Linked DNA regions of Mus musculus: region 1 is linked to region 2. The links are chromatin contacts, called in public HiCAR-type maps. All regions are on one chromosome and are shown on one strand. Each heading gives the region's core, a stretch centred on a gene start, on an enhancer-like site or on the middle of the called end of the contact. The rest is flanking DNA. Distances are from core to core; before and after follow the strand shown.

The links. HiCAR-type assays count read pairs that join an accessible place to other places.
Region 1: a HiCAR-type map of astrocytes shows a contact between it and region 2, with 5 times the contacts expected there. The contact joins the enhancer-like site here to the promoter of Dmtn in region 2. A contact is called at or near these places in 2 of 39 promoter capture datasets (hippocampal neurons and liver), 3 of 115 datasets of contacts at active chromatin or transcription factors (astrocytes, large pre-B cells and stem cell-derived neural progenitor cells) and 1 of 9 other capture datasets (embryonic tail).

Annotation. Positions count from the first base shown.
Region 1 is chr14:72,601,148-72,604,926 of GRCm38.p6, forward strand. All of the region lies in intron 3 of Fndc3a (fibronectin type III domain containing 3A), which reads right to left. Among named protein-coding and RNA genes, the nearest start is that of Fndc3a, 110 kb to the right of the region's middle. Within about 2 kb of position 1,969, at least 368 of the 459 cell types and tissues checked have an H3K27ac peak or open chromatin away from gene starts, as enhancers often do. A contact at or near this core is called in astrocytes, embryonic tail, hippocampal neurons and 2 more, where this site is marked.
Region 2 is chr14:70,625,779-70,629,734 of GRCm38.p6, forward strand. It overlaps Dmtn (dematin actin binding protein), which reads right to left and starts at 1,287. Exons shown (of 16, transcript NM_001252662.1): 1 at 961-1,287.

The sequences.
Region 1 (3,779 bases), core at 719-3,218, 2.0 Mb after region 2:
TCTTTAAGGAAATTAAGTCTACCTTTGTTTTTATTTCCTTGAAAAACATAACAGAAAGCAGGACCACAATTCTAAATTTAAGTAAATGCTACCTATTAATTTGCTAAACAGCATTTGTGAGATCCTCTTTAAAATCTCTATTTAGAAAGGCTTCATTCAAAATACATTTCTGCTCTCTGGAGAAAGGGGAACAGTTGTACACTAATGGTCACTTTATTCATTAACTAATTCACATAAACCAGTAAACTAGCCTTCTAAATTGTAAGATCCGCCCTAGATATTATTTATAAAATGTGGAAATTGGCTGAGAACTAGAGATTTTATTGAAAATTGCATTTGTTTACTTAGTCAAGGAAACTTTACTGAGCTCTATGTACTAAGCTTAGACTGCAGGCTCTTTGCACCCACTGCCATGCTGAACCTTGTGTCAAGTCATTAATGCCAGACAGAGATTGATGAAGATGATGTGGAAATGAAAGAAAGCAGACAGGCATCTTCAAAGCAGAACAACTAAACCCGGTGTTCTGTTTCTCTGTGGCTATTAGAGCAGTAACTTTCAGGCGATGCACCCACACTCCCATCTCAGCCTCCACAATGCTAGGATTACAGACATGTGCCACTGGACTCAGCTCACAGTTTACTTTGATAGCTGCTGGAACAAGTCATCATTTAGTTTCACAAAGGACTCCTTTATGACGTGATCACTTTGACTACTTAAGTAAATTTTCTAGTTCGGAGGCAGAAATGCCACACAGTTAGATTTTAAAAAGATAATTTATCAGTGCTATGTACATTTATCTAAAATAATGGTGGGATATATTCAACACTGAACACAAACCTGCCACACCCCCAATACATAGACAGTAAACACAAGTACTGATATTCAGATCCACAATGCTGGCAGCACCATGTTGCTTGTCCTGCATCAAACTCTAAACCCTGGACACTCACTGACACAATGCCTGACTACCTCTCAGGTCCAACAGTACTTTCTAACTCAGAAAGTTCTAGAAAATTAACTGCAAACTGTCTTAAATTTGTATGCAGCAAAGCAGACTGTGTCCAGGGAAGAAGCAAACCTGTTATAGGAGTACATAACATGTCCACCTGGCACAAGAAAGCTGTACCTGAACAACTGTAGCTACACCTAACAGCTCCTTCAGAATTGACAAGCTTTAGGCAAAAGCTACCCCAAAGCAGAGTGATTACATTACTGTTAAGGGCCTACTTATTTTTAAAATCTGCAAAAGTGGGTACAATTCTGTTTGTCATTTGCCTTAAATATGAAAAACTTCCCATCCCAATTCTTAAAGGTACCATCAATGATTTATACCTAGTTCATTTTACCTAACATAAACTAAACCTATCGTCTTTCTTAATCTACCATTCATATTCAATTTTTTCTTTATTTCTTTTAGAAAAAACCCAAAACTACAGATTTGTCTAAGCATTTAAAATTAAATAAACAACGGACTGCTGACTGCTGACTCCTGCCGCACACAATGGCTTCCAAATTACCTGATGCCAATTTTCTGATCAGTCTTAAAAGAGAAAAGACGAAAAAAATCAAGAGGCCAGCCAGAATGGGGCATGCTATGAGATTTAAAATCACTCTAGCTCATAGAGTCTACAATTTTCATAACCACATAACAATATGTAGTATTTCTAAAGCGAACAGATTTGGCACTAAAAACACACAACACGGCTTTAGGTTAATACAAAAGCTTCCTATGTTTTCAAATAAAAGCGAATGTTCAAAATCAGCAAATCTTACCACTCATTTTGTTTCTACAGGAGCAGCAGCCAGCGAACAAGAAAACCCAACAAGGAAACGGCGTAGTACACGTTAGCAGCTTTAATTGGAGAACAGTTTCGCTTTTTTTTTTTTTTCCTCAAAGCTGGTAAGAGGAAAAGATCCTTTGACCGAGTCACGTGACCGGTATCACATGACCCGCAGTGAACCGGGAAAGACCGGGAGAGGAAACAGCGCAGAGGGTACGCTGGGGCGCTACTGAAACAAAACACTTAAAGGCTTCTTCAGCTGCTTTCCTGACTGCAACGCGTTCTGCCTTAAGAGCCAAAGTAAACCCTAATCAAAAGAACCTGGTGGATAGGCACGCGATGGAAAACCATCCTCTTTGTGTTCGCGGTTTGACTAACGCAGCCTGCTGCTTTTTCACATAGAAAGATTGGGGTAAAATGAATTCAAAGCCTTGATCCAAAATATGAGTGTATAGTTTGTGATCATTTCATGCTCGATACTCAAGCTATGCCTATAACACACAGAGAATTGCCCACACAATAGAATTAAATGACAAGTTCCTTACAGGTGGAATATATTTCAGGCTTGTTTTGTTTTTCCTTAAAAGCTAATGAAGGCTTCTGCTTTTATAGTCAGTGTACTTTGTTTTTAGTGATTATTTTAAAAATAGAACTTACTCTTGACATTAAGGAAAGATCCTTGGTGGATAGTATTCTTAAAGCAGGAATGTGAAAAATACTCAGTTAATTGAGGTGAAAACTTATTCTTTTGGAAAAAAAATACGCCCCGTAAATTACTTAAGAGGGCATATAAGTTCAGAGGAACTTTATCAACTGCTTACATACACAAGCAATGGCTGGGATCTGTGACACGCACCACAGTGGGGAAGATGGATTTGGGTACTAGGTGATACTAAAAGTTAAAATGAGCTCCGATACTTACTAGCATGGCAAATGTACTACTATTGGGCTCTGTCTCCTGTGGAAAGGTTAAAATGATCAACCTCAAAGCACTGTTGCAGAATCAAGTTAGACAAACTAGTACATGAAATACACTGTTTAGGACCTCTCAGTAACTGATAGTTATTGTAAGTAAAAGTATGATCGCTGACTCTCAAAACTAAAGATTACACAGTGAGACGAACCATGTGGAGTGTCCTACTTGTTAACGCAAACTGAGGTATCATTACTAGAGAAGCTGAGGCAGGAGCAGATAAGTAACTTGAGGGTACATAGGCAAAGGCAGGGTTGCTTCATATAATCACATGTTAAAGGCCAGGCCCTATTTAAAGGCCCAGTGTCTTTCCTGAAGAAGAAAAAAAAAAAAAAAAAAAAAAAAAAAACCTGGCAGGACACACCCCTGGCAACTTGACTCAATAAAAGCAAGTCAGAGGCCAGAGGAGAAGAGACACTGGTTTAAAGTGGAAAAGGGTAATAGCTGACCTTTTATTCCATTATGAATGCATTTCCCCTGAGGCTGTGGGATGGGCGCTTACTTCCCTGTTCTCTCTCACTGCGCCACTCTGCCCTCCTATGCTATTTTGACAGTCAGTGAGTTGTTTTTTTTTTTTTTTTTCTTTCTGCCCCAACACTTGCTGTCAGGTCAATGACTTCAATGTCCAAACTCTAGATCTATGATTTCTCTGCTCCTTTTCCTGCTGTGTTCTTAAAGCTTGAACTTATTTCTTACAACTATAAGTACATCCTGTTTCACAGCTAATCTTACCAAAATCACTATAGAGAGACCTAATACTCTTCGTTTAAATTACTATTCTTAGACCTGACCTTGATCAAACCGTACCTTATTTCACAGCTCAAATTTTTTAGGATTTTCACAGCATCAGCAGATTCCAACGCTGCACAGTCGTTGCCTCGGCTAGTTGGTTAGACAATATTTGATGGCAGCCATTAAGCACACTGAAGTGACTTCCCTAAACCTAAGCAGTAGAGCCCAGTGATGGACACTGCTCTCCATCGAGCCAGGTTGTACCACTCAGGTTTCTGCTCCTCCTAAGGTT
Region 2 (3,956 bases), core at 37-2,536:
CCCACTCTCCCTGCCAGACCCCCACACAATGACACATGGTGCTAAGGACACCTACTTGCACCCACCCACTGATCCTCCCCTTGGCACCCGTCATCTGTGCTCACAGCTCCCTGGCATGGCCTGCTGAACCCATCCCTGTTCTGAGCACGTGAACCCCAATACTCCCAGTGCCCTCACCTGACCCATCCCCACATCCCTCCACTCCCACTGCACCGTTGCCTTGCTTGTCTTAGACCTACAGCCTGGCAACCAGTCTTCTGGGAGGAGACGCACAGGTGTGCCTGCCCAGCAAAGGAGTATGGCGTGTCTGGTGCCGAGAAAGGAATCCCTTAGGACCCCCGGGGCTCTCCAGGTTTATTCAGCACCCAGTCTCTCTCAGTACACTAGCTGCTCGCAGGCAGAGAGCCAGGCTAAGCTCTGCAGTCACACCCTGCTACACAGCCTCATTCTTCGACGAATCCCTACCCTAACCAGGCTAACCTCAGCTAGGAGGGGCTCCAGAGTGGGCTGGAAACCAGCGGCTTTGGCCCCCTCAATGGACCCCTGCCACTCCAGAGGGCACCTGGCCTGGCGGGAGGGAGGCTGCCAAAGATGTCTTGCATCATTCAGCAAAAAGCTAACAGCTCCCTCCACAGACTGTGCCCCATGCTCCCACCCCTTGAAATTCTGGCCACAGAAGCTTGGGGGGGGGGGTGTCCATGAAAGGGAATGCTGGGGCCCATATGGACTCTTTGCACGGCAACAGCCTAGATCCTTCCTCCCAAATAAAAAGGGAGTTTGATCGGGTCAAACCCAGCTGAGCACCTTGTCTGGCCACCTAGGCCTATTCTCCCACTGACCATTTTCCAAAGCTGACCCTGTCCTAGCATCTCTGATATCACCCAAAACCATGGCCAGATCCAGAGGTACAGCCCAAAATACCTACGTAAAGAAAGAGAGGCAAAAGACCCTGTCACCTACCTCCTCCCAGACAGTGGGGCCCAGGCTCTCTGAAGCCCCAGGAAGCAAAAGGCTAGGCCCTGGTCGACTGGGTGGCCGCGTTTTCTCAGGAATCTAGGTAAGAGGCAGCTTCTCCAGGAACCCAGCCGCGCTTTACGAAGCACAAATAACAGGAAGAAAGCCGGCTTAGGGTGGGTGGGTGGGGTGGGAGCTGGCGAAGGAGGGGAGCTGGTCTCAGCTCAGCGGTCTGATCTCCCTCCTGAACCCCCACCCGCTTCACCAGTCCCCTGCTGCTCTGCAAGCCACCGGCTTGGGTTCCCGGAGCTGGGGAGTCCGAGTCTGGTGTCTGGTGGGCGGGCAGGACGAGGAGCGGTCTCTGGGCGGGCGGGCCCCGGGCCCCTCCCCACCAACAACTGATAGTGGCGGGCCCCAGGGTGTGTGAGTGTGTGCGTTTGGGCGTGTTGCTGGTCCAGTTCATCTCAGCTGCTGCTGCTGCAGCTGATCCATTTCAAACAAGGGGCTCATTCGCTGGCATCATGACGAAGCAGAATCGGCTGCGCTGCGTTTTCCCCCTTTCCCATATCCCGGCTCTGCAATATCCACACTCAGAGCCTCTCCAGCAGAGTTCAAGTTAGCGGCTGTTACTGATAACTGAGGGGAGCTATGCCCACCCGGCTCTCCAAGAACCTGCAATTCAAACCCCATTCATAATGCTCCACCATCTTCCAGAAGCAGATGAGAGGCTCTGTGGGGGATCCCCCCACCTCTGGGACAGGGAACAGCAGGGGCACCCGAATTGGCCATCCAAACATTAACCCTCTCTGAGGAGGACAGATAGAAGGATGGAAGGAACCAGGTCATAAATACATCAGATTCAGATTGGATTTTCTGTAAACTTGATCCCCTGGGGATCGTAGTAGGGGCCAGGGAGAGAATGAAGGACCGATTTTTCCCAGGAAAGCTGTTTTTGCAAAAGGAAGCTTTCTATCAGATGGCATCCATATTCCAAAGAGACATGCCTTCTCTCTGTGGCAAAACTTCAACCATTCCAGGCCTCCAATGTTGGCTTTGGGGTGCATCTAGAAAGCCTAGCCCTCTAACCCCTATTAGCACTAACTGGCCTCTTCCCCACCTCCATGTCGGCTGCAGACTTGCCTACCTAGGCAGCCTTGCCGTTGCCCTGGTAACCACTGCCCACAGCCGGTCAGCTGATGATAGCAGCAGCTATTGGGGCAAAGCTAGGATCTGGAGAGGGGGCTCTGGGGTTTCTGAATGGAAAAAAAAATCTCAGGGGGAGGGGCTTGAAGGAGACAGGTAAGACTATGGCCTCAGCATCCGACCGACCGACCGACCGACCGACCGTCTTCAAAGAAAAGAGGACTGGAGGAGACAGGAAGGGAGGGGTGTATCTGGAGTAGCAGAGGACAGGGACGACTGTAACCTGAAGGTGGCTTGGGCAGAAGGAGAAATGACAGAAGGCAGGTAGCTGAGTGGCCGTGAAAGGGGGAAGGAGGACCGGGAATCCAGGCTTAGCTGCTGGGATGCAGCCACTGTGGGCCCTGTGGAAGGGGCAGACAAACAGAAACAAAACCAAACAAACAAAACCCCACCTGGGCTAGGGGAGGGACATCCAGTCCCAAGGAGATCTGCGTGGGGTATACCTTTAATGTGTAGGAAGGGGACACAGCCTTGGAGGAGGAGCTACCAGTCCTTCTCCATAGCTAGCCCTGTCCTCAGCCTAGCCTCTCACTGTCCCTTCAACCCCACCCTTGCCGGCCAGCCTGCCCGCCCCAGTCTGGGTCTGAAAGAGTGGTGGGGAGGGAGGCCTACTCCTAAGCATTCCCCATCCCTCTGGAAGACCAAGGACCCAGGGATCTGACACTCGGCAGGCCCTTCAGATTCCTGACTCTGCTCCTGCCTAGTTTCCTCATCCCTTGATTAGCAGTCCCTTCCAGACCCCACTCCAGGAGACATGTTTTCCAGTATAAGGGTCTCCAGAGGTATGCTGGGAACGAGATGATGTCAGAAAGGAGAGCTGTAGACAGGAGTGTAGAATGAGGTGGGTTAAGAGCCCTGGGTAGGAGTCAAAGATCCAGGAGGGGCGTCCCTGCCTGACGGAAGAAATCAGCCTATGAGGCAGGGGAAGAGAGAGTCCAGGGAAAGGGCCAGGAGGAGGGGAGCATGAAGGAGGGTTCTCAGTACCTTCAAGGGCCCGGGGCGTGGGGCAGGAACACAGCAGCCTCTGCGGTGACATACACCTCCATCCCTCAGCGCATCTCCTCTCCGCCTCCCGTTGCCAAGACAACCTCCTGGCAGCCCAGGCCCAGCTCAGCAGCGATGGGAGGGGGAGGAGAAAACGCAACTCCTATTGCTTCTTCCTCAGGGAAGGGAGGGGGCCTGCAGAGCCTATAATGCCCCTAACTGTACCATACCAAGGTGTGCCCGCCTCCCACTCCCTCCTAAGCCAGGATAGGCTACAGGAGTGCTCTGGAGGGAACCGTAATTCAGGGCCAGACAACAGGCTGGATGGCAAGAGGACTGCCTTATTCCAGGCAGCCCATCCGGTAGGTGGGGAAAGGTGAAAGGGACACAGGATTCACAGCCCTGGTGTCAAAAAACCACATTCCAGAAGGTCACTGGCTGGGCTGGACATGTGGCCATGGGCTTCTACCTCTACCTGGGTACCTCTTTCAAGTCCCCAACCTCCCCCTACCTAGACAAAAGTCTGAGTCCAAGAGAGCCTCTTCTAGTCTCTCTAGGCCCAAATCCACTCCTCCACACCTCAGTCACACAGTGCTTGGCAATGCCCCCAACCCCCATCAGCCAGACATCTCCGGCAGGCAGGAATAGTTCTAGAGCCCAGTTGGCCCAGGAGCCAAGAGGCCCAGGGAGTTAGAGCTCCCCCTATCGTCCGCATGTTGTCAAGGTCATCCGTTGCTAGGAGGAATGTGGTGTGGAGGTGGGGATGAGTGCATGGTGAGGGATGGTGGAGGTTAGCTGGGCCAGGAGACCCTTCT